Regions from separate parts of the Mus musculus genome. Here regions 1 and 2 are each linked to region 3. A link is a contact called in public HiChIP or PLAC-seq data. All regions are on one chromosome and are shown on one strand. The core of a region is the stretch at or near the end of the contact, and the rest is flanking DNA. Distances in the headings are between cores, read along the strand shown.

The links. HiChIP or PLAC-seq counts read pairs in DNA pulled down with a chosen protein or histone mark.
Region 1: a contact with region 3 is called in an H3K27ac HiChIP or PLAC-seq map of embryonic stem cells, with 8 read pairs. The contact joins the enhancer-like site here to the promoter of 1700010L04Rik in region 3. A contact is called at or near these places in 2 of 39 promoter capture datasets (cancer-associated fibroblasts and maxillary cranial neural crest), 14 of 484 Hi-C or Micro-C datasets (the 63-12 cell line, the CH12 cell line, the HPC-7 cell line and 8 more), 4 of 115 datasets of contacts at active chromatin or transcription factors (embryonic fibroblasts and embryonic stem cells) and 1 of 9 other capture datasets (embryonic stem cells).
Region 2: an H3K27ac HiChIP or PLAC-seq map of embryonic stem cells shows a contact between it and region 3, with 16 read pairs. The contact joins the enhancer-like site here to the promoter of 1700010L04Rik in region 3. A contact is called at or near these places in 6 of 484 Hi-C or Micro-C datasets (Sertoli cells, brain, embryonic stem cells and 1 more) and 5 of 115 datasets of contacts at active chromatin or transcription factors (embryonic fibroblasts, embryonic stem cells and oligodendrocyte precursor cells).

The regions. Positions count from the first base shown.
Region 1 is chr7:82,734,174-82,738,018 of GRCm38.p6, forward strand. The region is part of intron 15 of Efl1 (elongation factor like GTPase 1); the gene reads left to right. Among named protein-coding and RNA genes, the nearest start is that of 4933406J10Rik, 20 kb to the right of the region's middle. Within about 2 kb of position 1,283, at least 29 of the 459 cell types and tissues checked have an H3K27ac peak or open chromatin away from gene starts, as enhancers often do. A contact at or near this core is called in embryonic fibroblasts and embryonic stem cells, where this site is marked.
Region 2 is chr7:82,784,723-82,788,716 of GRCm38.p6, forward strand. No RefSeq gene overlaps it. Among named protein-coding and RNA genes, the nearest start is that of Gm29796, 24 kb to the right of the region's middle. Within about 2 kb of position 1,394, at least 60 of the 459 cell types and tissues checked have an H3K27ac peak or open chromatin away from gene starts, as enhancers often do. A contact at or near this core is called in embryonic stem cells, muscle stem cells and oligodendrocyte precursor cells, where this site is marked.
Region 3 is chr7:82,849,404-82,852,868 of GRCm38.p6, forward strand. It overlaps 1700010L04Rik (a long non-coding RNA gene), which reads left to right and starts at 2,196. Exons shown (of 5, transcript XR_378283.4): 1 at 2,196-2,854. Gm36584 (a long non-coding RNA gene) reads right to left here. Exons shown (of 5, transcript XR_003946820.1): 3 at 2,812-3,207.

The DNA of each region.
Region 1 (3,845 bases), core at 33-2,532, 120 kb before region 3:
TTCACTTACCATGCTTTGAAAGGTGCTTGCAGCCTGATCACAGCCTCAGTCGGTGTCTGTAAACAGAAGCCTTGTGTAGATACCTCTATACTGGATTGTTACCTTTGAATGGTAGCATCGTATTGTTTGTAACTTGTGTGTTTTCTTATGCTGTTTCATGTTGCTTTAGCTTGGTGGACTTGAGGGAAGTTAGTTTGGTTTCTGAGATAAGAGTCTCACTCTGTAGCCTAGGCTCTTCTATCTATAGTTCATGATCCTCTTTCTGTCTCTAGCTGTGCAGTATTGGTATTATAGGTGGCTGCCGCTATGCTCACCTGCAAGGATTCCCCCCACCCCACGTTGATTCCATTGTTTGAATTTATCATAATGTACTTTTTCTGGTCTTCTGTTCATAGTTATTGAAAGTGGCTTTCAAGTTGTTGGGTGTTTTTTTTTTGTGGGGGGGGGGGGGAGGGGGGGCAGAGGTTGTTGTTGTTTTCACCAGCATGAGGGCTACAGTTTAAGACCTGGCATATGTTAAACAAACACTCTGCCCAAACTAGATCCGTGTTCCTTTTGCTTAAGTATTTAGACCCAGGATATTTTAGTCACTATTCTATTGCTGTGAAGAGACACCATGACCAAGGCAGCTCTTATAAAAGAAAGCATTTGGGGCTTGCTTACAGTTTCAGATGCTAAGTTCATCTCATCCTGGTGAGGAACAGAAAGCAGCAGGCAGCTGTGGTTCTGAGAGCTACATCCTCATCCACAGAGAGGAGGGAGTGAGGGAGAGACAGAGAAAGAGACAGAGCTGGATAGACAGGCAAGCAGGCAGGCAGGCAGGCAGACTGAGCCAGAGCCTGGCTTGGGCTTTTGAAAGCTCAAAGCCCAACCCCCAGTGACACACTTCCTACTACTAGGCCATACTTCCTAATCCTTCCCAAAGAGCACCACTCCCTGGCGACCAAGCATTCAAATAATATGAGTCATTCTTATTCAAAAAGCTCAAAGTCTCTTCTGAGACTCACAGCAATCAAAATAAAAAAGCAGATCACATCCTTCTAACACTGGTATAGAATATACATTAGCATTCCAAAAGGAGCATAGTGAGGAAATAGCGAACTAAAGCAAGACTGAGACTCTGCTGGGAGAACTCCAAACTCTGTATCTCTGTGTCTGATGTCAAAGCTTCTTTACTATCTCCAGCTCCCTTTTGCTTTGTTGGCTGCTTCATGCTTCTCTCTCTTGAGCTGGTTCCACACCCAGTTAGCAGCTGTCCTTAGCATGTACCCCCTGACTCTGGCATCCTCAATATATTCAAGTTTCTAAGGCAAGCTGTGCTTCTCTTTCATAGCTTTATGCAGTGGCGGCTCTTGGCCTCCATGCAGAAACACCCTGAATTCAGGCCTACCCACTCAGTGACTTTCCTTGTTTTCTTAGCAGTGGAGGAAGATTCTGCAAGCCCTTTCTGTATCCCTGACTCTAAAGCCAGAACCATGTGGCCAATGCTACCAAGTTCTGCTGCGTGATGGGGCTGGAACTTGACCCCTTCTTTCAGTTATATTTATGTCAGCTTTCTGTTATTGATGGTCTCCTTAGATGCTTAAGCTTTTCTTTAATTCTTTTCCTCAAGTTGGAAGCTGAGCTGGGTGGGGTCCTGCCCTGAGATCACCACTCCCTTTATTCCACTTAGCATCAGACTTTATTGAACTTTTCAGTTCTGTGAGCACTGGGCTTAGCTTCATTACACTTCCTGGCACTTCTTTATTCCTCAAACTGTATGTTTTGTATTCTTTTTTTGTTCAGCTTCCTTCATTTTATTATAGATCTGCATAAGAGTGATTACTAATAACTGTATGACAGAGTCAGTACTGGACTCTCTTGAAATCTCCTCTGCCAGTGTCATTAACCCAAAACTCTTCAATGTAGCCTCAAGCAGATTTTTAGAACAAGGGCATAAAGCAACCAGTAATCTTTGCTAAAATATCACAAGAATGATCTCTAAGCCACTTACTAATATTCCTTCCCCATGAAATTTCTTCTGTTGAGTCTCCATAGTTCGAATGACCCCATTATAGTCTACCATGCTTGTGTTAGGATAGCCCATTAAGCACGATAAAGTGACTAATGGCTTTTCTAGTCCAAAGTGCCAAAGTCTTCTATATTCTTCCAACAGGCATCATGGTCAGGCCTGTCACAGCAATACCCTGCTCCCTGATACCAGCTTCTGTCCTAGTCACTGCCATTGCTGTGAAGAGATACCATGACCAAGGCAACACTGAAAAGAAAGCATTTGATTGGAGGCTGGCTTACAGTTTCAGAAGCTATGTCCACCTCATCATGGCAGAGAGCAGGTAGCAGGCAGGCAGAGAGAGAGAGAGACCCCATCCTGAGCCATAAGCAGAGGAGGAGGGTCAGGCCGCCACCTTCCATCCCTCTTGCTTTCAGCCTTTTGAAATGTTACAGCAAGCACCTTTGAACATGTGGGTGTTTCCTAGGGCATTGAGTTTTAACCCTATCAACCCAAACCTGGCTTTAATAGCTAATCTGACACCACCTTTCTTCCTAGAAATGAAATTCAAAGATAAAATAATCGGCCTCACTACATAATTTCAGCACAGTATAATAATTTAGCTATCAGGCCAACAAAAGGGAAGTTGTCTGTAATAAAGCACAGCGCCCTTTGGAATGTAAAGATTCTCTGTGACCGTATCCGATTAACTCAATTACTTACACACGTGGTGTTTACAGCACGGTTACAGATGCAGTTTTGTAGACTGTGTGGAACTGGCCGCTGCCCTAAGTGGTTGTTGGTAAAATGGTGGATATCTTGCTTTTGCAACAGATCCATTCTCCCTCTGGTTTATGTCGTGATTCCAGTCTTAAAATTCTAATGTGTGTTTAACTGCAAAAGGAAAGAAGGCAACAACCTTTGCTATTAAAATGGAATTAGATTTAAGCCCAGATCCCCACTGGCTACACAATGTTATTAGACGCGTTCTCACGACCGGCCAGGAAGAACACCACAGACCAGAATCTTCTGCGGCAAAGCTTTATTTCTTACATCTTCAGGAGCCAGGGTGCAGGAAGCAAGAGAGCAAGAAGCAAGAGAGAGAGAAAACGAAACCCCGTCCCTCTTAAGGAGCATTCTCCTTCGCCTCGGACGTGTCACTCCCTGATTGGCTGCAGCCCATCGGCCGAGTTGACGTCACGGGGAAGGCAGAGCACAAGTAGTCATAAGATACCCTTGGCACATGCGCAGATTATTTGTTTACCACTTAGAACACAGGATGTCAGCGCCATCTTGTAACGGCGAATGTGGGGGCGGCTCCCAACATCTCCCCCTTTTTCTTTTAATAAGAGCAAATAGGCCACCCATATTAATGAGAGTGGAGATAGAGGTCAAATCCCCAGTGTGTAGGTAAAGGAGCCATGTACAGGATTAGCTCTTAGGCTTACAGGCTTTTACCCAGAGCAACCCTGACCTGCTCCCGTGTCGTTTTGCCTGGGGGAAGGGAACTAGGACACTGAACCTTCATGAAAGATGACATGTCTCCCTAGAATAGGCTCATATATGCCGCAGAGCCTTTCCATTGCAGTGCTTAGCCTTGCAACTCTCTCGGGCTGCTGAAGCACACTCACTCTATCCCGTGCAATGAGTCTAGCCTCATGGGATATAAGAGCTGAGTGGCCAGCGACCTATTGCCTAAGCATAGATATATCAGGGGAAGCTCCATGTTCTAGTCCTGCAAGCGCCTGGGCAATAACCACCTTGTCTCTCCTAGTTTGGGCCTTAAGCTTACAGACCAATCAAAGAAGCAACACTAATCCACAGCAAAGTGTATCTCCAAATAATATTAATCCCA
Region 2 (3,994 bases), core at 144-2,643, 65 kb before region 3:
TCCACCTGCCTCTTCTCTGATATTCAGTGAAAAAGCTCTCTTAGACCATCTCAGCTTGTGTACCTAACTTTGATTCAGGGAGGGCTTATTCAAATATACTTTCCTTGGGGTGAACGGGGCATATATGGACCTTGGAGGGTGAGAAGGAGTTTTCAGAGTAAATGGAAATCATTGGTTAGAGGCTTTTTTTTTTATACGTATTTTCCTCAATTACATTTCCAATGCTATCCCAAAAGTGCCCCACACCCTCCCCCCCACACACTCCCCTACCCACCCATTCCCATTTTTTGGCCCTGGCGTTCCCCTGTACTGGGGCATATAAAGTTTGCCTGACCAATGGGCCTCTCTTTCCAGTGATGGCCGACTAGGCCATCTTTTGATACATATGCAGCTAGAGTCAAGAGCTCCGGGGTACTGGTTAGTTCATAATGTTGTTCCACTGATAGGGTTGCAGATCTCTTTAGCTCCTTGGATACTTTCTCTAGCTCCTCCATTGGTGGCCCTGTGATCCATCCAATAGTTGACTGTGAGCATCCACTTCTGTGTTTGCTAGGCCCCGGCCTAGTCTCACAAGGGACAGCTATATCATGGTCCTTGCAACAAAGGCTTGCTAGTGTATGCAAATGGTGTCATCCTTTGGAGAGTTTTAACGGTCTGGTTCTGTGAATACCTTATTTGCATGGAGAAGCATGCCAGGAATCCCAGGTACTTGCTGGGCAGGTTCTTAGAGGGAGGGTGGGGTGGGGAAGAAGAGGAAAAGAGGAAGTTGAACCTGTCTGTCCTGGCAACTCCTTCCCCAGCTAGAGGGTGTGGAGGTTCGGGCTCTCCAGACAAGGTCAGAGAAGGGGAAGCTGCTGGCAAAGGGAGTCCTCCTTTTGTGCTGTGTTCTGAGAAGCTATCTGATCTTGGTAGACTTCGACCTTAATTAGCAAGGTTTCCCCACAGTTAATACTAGAGAATTTGCATATGTATGAGGATCTAAAAAAAAAAAAAAAAAAAAACAAGCCAGACACACCACAGTGTTCTACTGAATTTGCCTGCGTCATGTACTTATATGTACATTAAGAACAAAGCTAAGACCATCTGAAGGCATCCTGAGTCCTTGAATTTATCAGCTCTGTAGGTTTCAGCAATCACTTTCTCTTTTCACATCGTTTGCTGCGAAGTTCTAATTTTTTGTACCCCAAAGTTGTATTACTTTGCATATCAGCAAAAATCATTGTAAGTTAAAATGATGAAATAGTCCTGAGCCTGTAACTGAACAGTGCTGGCTGCTTGGTAAGGACTGGTCACTGACACCTGCACATTAGAATATGACAGATAGGACACTGTTGGTGTGGTGTGCAGAGAAAAGAGGCACAGCTCAGAGCGCCTGGCCAGCAGACACAGGCCAACACAGTGCCAGCCAGCCTTCAGGCAGAGATGTCACAATGTCTGATTGATAACTCTCACAGGCAAGGAAGCCAGGCTGTTTGTGCCAACCCTGGCTTTCCAAAGGAACCCACTGTCCCTCTACAATCTCTGTGACTTAGAGCACCAGTGTACTGGCTCTGGAACACTCATGTTTTTGAGTCATGTGACTGTGTCACAGACCAAACAGCCTGGCAGGATTTCTTAGGAATTAGAGTGGGGAGCACTGGGGATAACCAGTAGCCAGCTAACTGGCAAAGGACTGGAGAGAAAACCACACACACACACACACACACACACACACACACACACACACACACACACCCCTCTGCAGTAGAGGAAAGAGCTATGACATCACTGGCCTGGGTCTTGGCACATGCTGCGGGTCTTCCAGCCTCCTCTAAGTGCATTTTGGTTCAACCTCCTGGCAACTTATCCTGATGCCCTGTAGTGCCTTTATTCCAGGTTTCCCTGAAGATTTACCCAGGGGACTCAGACCTTGTCCTCCTTATATCTGGTATAAATGAAAGCCACCTCCACCCTGTACCATATGTTAACCTAAGGGATGACTTCAGGTGCTAAAATGGGAAAATGGTGGGGTTTATTTCCTCCTGATAGCCTCTGGCCAACTTTCAGCCACCCCATATTTTCTTTAAAAAAAAAAAAAAAAACAAAATATAATGTGGAAGAAAAAGTTTCTGGTGCCAGGAGGGTAAAATAAGAACTTCAGCTCCCACCCAGAGCAGGCAGGAGCTCCTGGGAGAGACTGGAGAAACCCTATGTGCCTGGAGCATATCTGACAGCTGACATCCTGATGGGAAGGTCCCCAAGGTTTCTTTGTCTCTGCCACCCTGTTGGTTACTTTCCAGGAGTACGTACATACAAACCTTGTCCAGTTCAACTGTCACCAGACAGGGATTAGGGGCATTAAATTCAGCAGGCTACCAATGGCTCTCATACACAAATCTACACCTTTAATGATGATAGGGTACCATTATGTGCCTTATATGGTCAGCTGCCTCACATCCAGAGAAAAAGAACACGAACCAGACTAACTCCACAATGAAGTCCTAGCCCTAGCCATTCACATCACCTGAAAGAGACTCGTTCTCAGTTTTGTGTCAGATCTTCTAGATCAGAAGCAGGATATAGATGTTACCATTCTTGTGATGTGGTTGTGACCCATCCCCTGGCCTAAAAAGGAGAGGGAGAGCAAGGAGAATGCACTGGGGTCTGTCTTTCAGATCTGTCTCCCAGGTAGATACTCCTTGGCAGCTGTGTGAGAACCTGGGAGGTGATGCAGGGCAGGCTTCCATGGATACAAAGGGAGAGCAGCAGAAATAGCAAAGGCACCTCCAGCTTCTGCAGAGTGCACCTTCGCTGAGCTCTTAAGGGCCCCCTGCTAACATGCTCAGGGACTGTCCTGGAAAGCACCAGGTGACCTTTGGCAGAGGTGGATGTCATGTGATAGCAGATGCATAGAGTCAGTGGGACAGATGTCACTCTCCTGTGGGAGTGTGTCCTATGCAGCTCTTCTTGCACAGGAAAGGTGCACTTCTCAAATCCTACAGCCCTTGGGAAGCACAGAACACCCCTCCGCTTAGCTTAGCACTGAGTGAGTGTTAATCACTTCCTGCTGGATCATAAGAGAGAGAGGCTGTCTCACAGAGCACTGGAGACAAAGATGATGAGAGCACACTGGTGGTATCCCACACACATTCTAGAGACCCCTTTGGAGGCAGGAACATACATACCCATGCCAAGTGTACTTACTCCTCCAGGTTATGATTTTAGCTTTTAATAATGCTAGCTGTGTCAAGATAATGAGTTCCTACCATCTAAGCACTCCACAGTATATCCCCTACCCCCATTTCTAATGTCACTAAACTTCTCAGATCAGCTGTGCTGACAGCTAGAAGTCCCAAGACACAGACTGGTTAAAGAATGTGTTCAACCTGGTTTCTGTTCTAGGGAGGAAGGCCCCTGTGCGCACCTCACTTGCTCATCCTAACTTGTGAGTCAAAGTCTGCAGTCTTAATGTTCCAAATGGGTAGAAAGAAGATGCAGGATGCATGGTTGGGAGGGGAGCAGCCAAGCACAGCCTCACCCCACACTTTGCCTGGTGACTGGCAAAGTGCAGAATCACATCCAACCACCCTAAGTTCCCAAAGCAGGGCTCCTAGCCCCACCCTCGATGGTAAAGCCCCTCTAGGAGCTGAGGGGAGAGATGTAAAGGCATGAGTGTCTGTGGCAGAGTTATGCTACCTGTGTGCAGCACGGTCGTCAGAACGCTGTGGAGTATGGTGTGTCAGAGATAAGGAAGGAGGCATGCACAGGCAGATGGCATTTCTTGTGGAAGTGGCTCTTCAGTCAGCACTTCCAGGAGGAAATTACCCATACTCCCTGTGGTAGCAGTGCTTCCTACAGACGACGGGCCAAGCTCTGGCCTTGCTACCCCAGCCGCCTGGGCTTTCCTAACACAAACAGAAGGAAACAGAGGGGCTCCAGGAGCTACCAACAAGGCTTGGCTCGAGTGTTTCCAATACTGTTGGGACTCACCTTTGTTCTTTGTCCATCTGACACA
Region 3 (3,465 bases), core at 946-3,445:
GACAAGGAGTATCTGCACATGAGGAAACAGACTCAGGCATAATCACTTGGCCAAGAATCCCAGGGAGTAAAGGTGGGTGGAAGTCTGTGGGTTCAGCTGTGTGGTATAATCCACGTTGGGTTTCCTGCTAAGTCTGGGTTCTCAGTTGACACATCAGGAAATCTGTATCAGAGACTTACTTTCTATACTTGTGTATTTGGTGTCTAGCCTAGGGGATGTTACATGGATAACTGTTAGAGGTGTAGACTAACCTGCTATGGACCTGGGCAGATTCCCTCCAGCAAACCATCCCTGAGGCTGCCTTTACATGGTATGATCCATTGTTTAAACACTTGGGGACTCTAGCTTCCAGTTGCAGGGCAGACACTGGACTCTCATGTCATATTTACAACAAGAAGAGGATCATGAAATGACCTAGGGAACATCTAAACATGTACATGTCTTAATTTAGCCATAAAGCTGGGGATTTTTAAATCTATGTGAGCCTTTACAATACAGTAGTTATATTTTTATTTTTTATTTTTCTGAGACAGAGTCTTGCTATGCAGTCTAAGCTGGTCTCAAATTCTCTGCATTCCTGCCTCAGCCTCCCAAGTGTTGAGATTACAAGTGTGAGCTACCAGGTAGGTCCAGTTTAATGTAGTTGAGATTCTCATGTATGTATGCATGTATGCATGTATGCATGTATGTATGTATGTATCTATCTATCTTTCATACATATGTACACACACACACACACACACACACACACACACACACACACACACATACACATTACATGAAAGAGAATTCACAAAGCTTTGACCTTATGGACAGTGTTGGAACTAGACAGTAGATTTTATAGAATTCTGTCAAGGTTGAGTTTACCAAAGTTAATCCATGGAACATGGTTTTGTAAGAGAATACCTCATTCTTAGATACCAAGAGTTCCAAGTTCAAGGGTCATGGTGTGTACCTGGTTCACAGGTATTTCAGGAATTGTGTGTGTGTGTGTGTGTGTGTGTGTGTCTGAGAGAGAGAGAGAGAGAGAGAGAGAGAGAGAGAGAGAGAGAGAGAGAATACATGAGGAGAAGAGCATCAAAGGTGAAGCAGAAAGATACCAATGACAAAGACAGTGGGAGAAATGTGTGACACTAACAACTCTAGCAACAGCGTAAGAATCTGAATGGATGAGGGTTCTTTGTATTATTCTTAGTTTTACAAATTTTCTGAAAGTTTGAATTAAGTCCCAGTTGAAAGTTAAAAGAGCAAAACAACAGAACAAACGAAACAAAACAAACAACCCAAAACCCCTAAAACTTCAGCGTGAACAAAATCATTGACGAGCAGAGGTATAACGGCCTGGAGGCCGTGGAGCCTGGAGGCTGTAGGAGCCTGCAGTTGGACCAACACAGCCTCTGTTCTGGACCTATTCATGAGTCTTGAATGTGCCCACAGTTCAGCTGGCCCAGTTCTACCAGAGGCAGAGCGTTTCCCTGCAGATGTGATGCTAGGCGCACAGGCATGTCTGTGCTTCCAGAAGTCCCCATCACATTCTGGGCCAGAGACACAGATGGTGGCTGGATTCCAGCCACAGATGTAGCTCCCTCCAGAACAGTGAGGCCTACAACTGGAGCATGCTGCTGCTGGGTCACAGGCCTGAGGGCACAGTAGCATCTGTGTGACTGCAGACTTATTCTCTGTGAGAGGAACAGTTAAGGCTATCCATGGCCTCGCATCTGCTGGTCCCATTCACTATGACAAGGCTGTGCAGTCAGCTTCTCACCCTCTCACCCCCATGCCTGAGGTCAGCATGAAAGTGTTAGCCACTAACCCCTGGACTGTCCTTCTGCATACAATTCCCCCACAAACATCTTCAGAACATCTCTGTGAGATTACTTCCTTTATACCAGGATCTTGGGTAGCTATTTCTTCCTAGTGGCTACACTCCTTAGAGATGCTAAACACACGACAAAGTTATGAGAGTTCTTAAGAACATTACAAGACTCGAGACCCAGCCCCCATGAAGCCCATCCCAAAGGTTGCACAAGCCGTCACGGTTACTGGAGAGAGGAGACTCTCTCATGGAATTGCCTGCAAGTTGTGCAGAGAGTGTCAGAGATATTGCTTTTATGAGGTCATCCATGCTGGGATGGGTTTTCAGTGACATAGCTGCCTGAGTCACCTGTGTTCTTATAAGTAACCCCAATAAAATCATTGGTTCACTTTAGCCTATTATTGGTTGTGCTCTACCTGGGCATTTGCTCACATCTCCAACAGGCCCAGGTAGAGAGTTTATATGTAACTTACTATTGTGTTCCAAGGCTAGCTGCATTGAGTGCAGTATAAAAGAGCCTCACATTTCACAAAAGTGGAAACTAAGACACAAAGGTTAAAGAGCTCCCAAAATAACACAGAGAAAGAGAAGTGGAGGTTTCTCAGTTGGCAGGGGAAGGAAGTGGGTGAGTCTGGATCAGGTTAAGGAAAAGGAGTGGACAGAGCCCCAAGATCCTGGTGAGAGATGAAGGAAGTGTGTGTGCATACGCGTAGCGCAGAGGGAGATACATGTCAGGGCAAGCATCATTTCCACCAGTCTTAACCCCATAAAAACTATCAAGTGAAAATAATTTAAAACAAGGACACTCAGGATGGAGTCCCATGTGTGAGCAGTGTGATGTCACTCGAGATGGAGTTCCACTCGTGAGTAGTGTGATATACTGGTGCAAGTTGAGGTCCTCATAATTGGTGTTCGAGTCCTTTCTGGGGGAGCTTGGAGCCTACCGACATTTTAGAAGAATGAAATCACTTGAAACAAGTCCCCTTCAGACTTACCTTCCTGATTCTACAAATGAGTACATGGAGATACCCCTGGAAGGTACTGTGCATCTGGCATAGCAACGGAGTCTGTGAGCTTCAAAAGATTCATGATAGCCAGTAAATGAAAAGGAAGAGGAGGAGGCTGTGGGGGAGGGGGAAGGGAAGCGGGGAGGGGGGGTGAGAGATGGGGTCAGTTCTGGAACATTTCAGGGGCCTTTCATTTCCATCCCACTCTGCCTTAACCTTGACCAAGATGTTAGTACTCATGCCTTGCTTGAAGACATTTGACTTAGTTTTTAAAGAAATCACAAGCTTTTAAGATTTAAAGAAAAATGGTTGGAGATGGTGGTCCTGGATGCTCCCTCAGCCTTTTCCCGGTTCTGATTCTGATGTGTAAAGCTTCCCCAAATCCTGCAAAGAAAGATAAAAGCCTGTATTCAGTGTGTGGGGGTGACTAAAGGAACTGCACCCCAGGAAGCTAAGCAGGCAGGGTGGGGCTGAGGACGATGGGGCTGTAGAGTAGACACCATGTTCCTGAGTGAGGCTAGTTCTTTTCACAGCCCATAGCATAGCCTCAGCTCAACAACTGATCTGCAGCAGGAACCTCTAGCGAAGGGAGGGCACTCAGCCCAGGGCAGGCCAGTTCCCAGTTCCTCCTGTTAAAGGTAG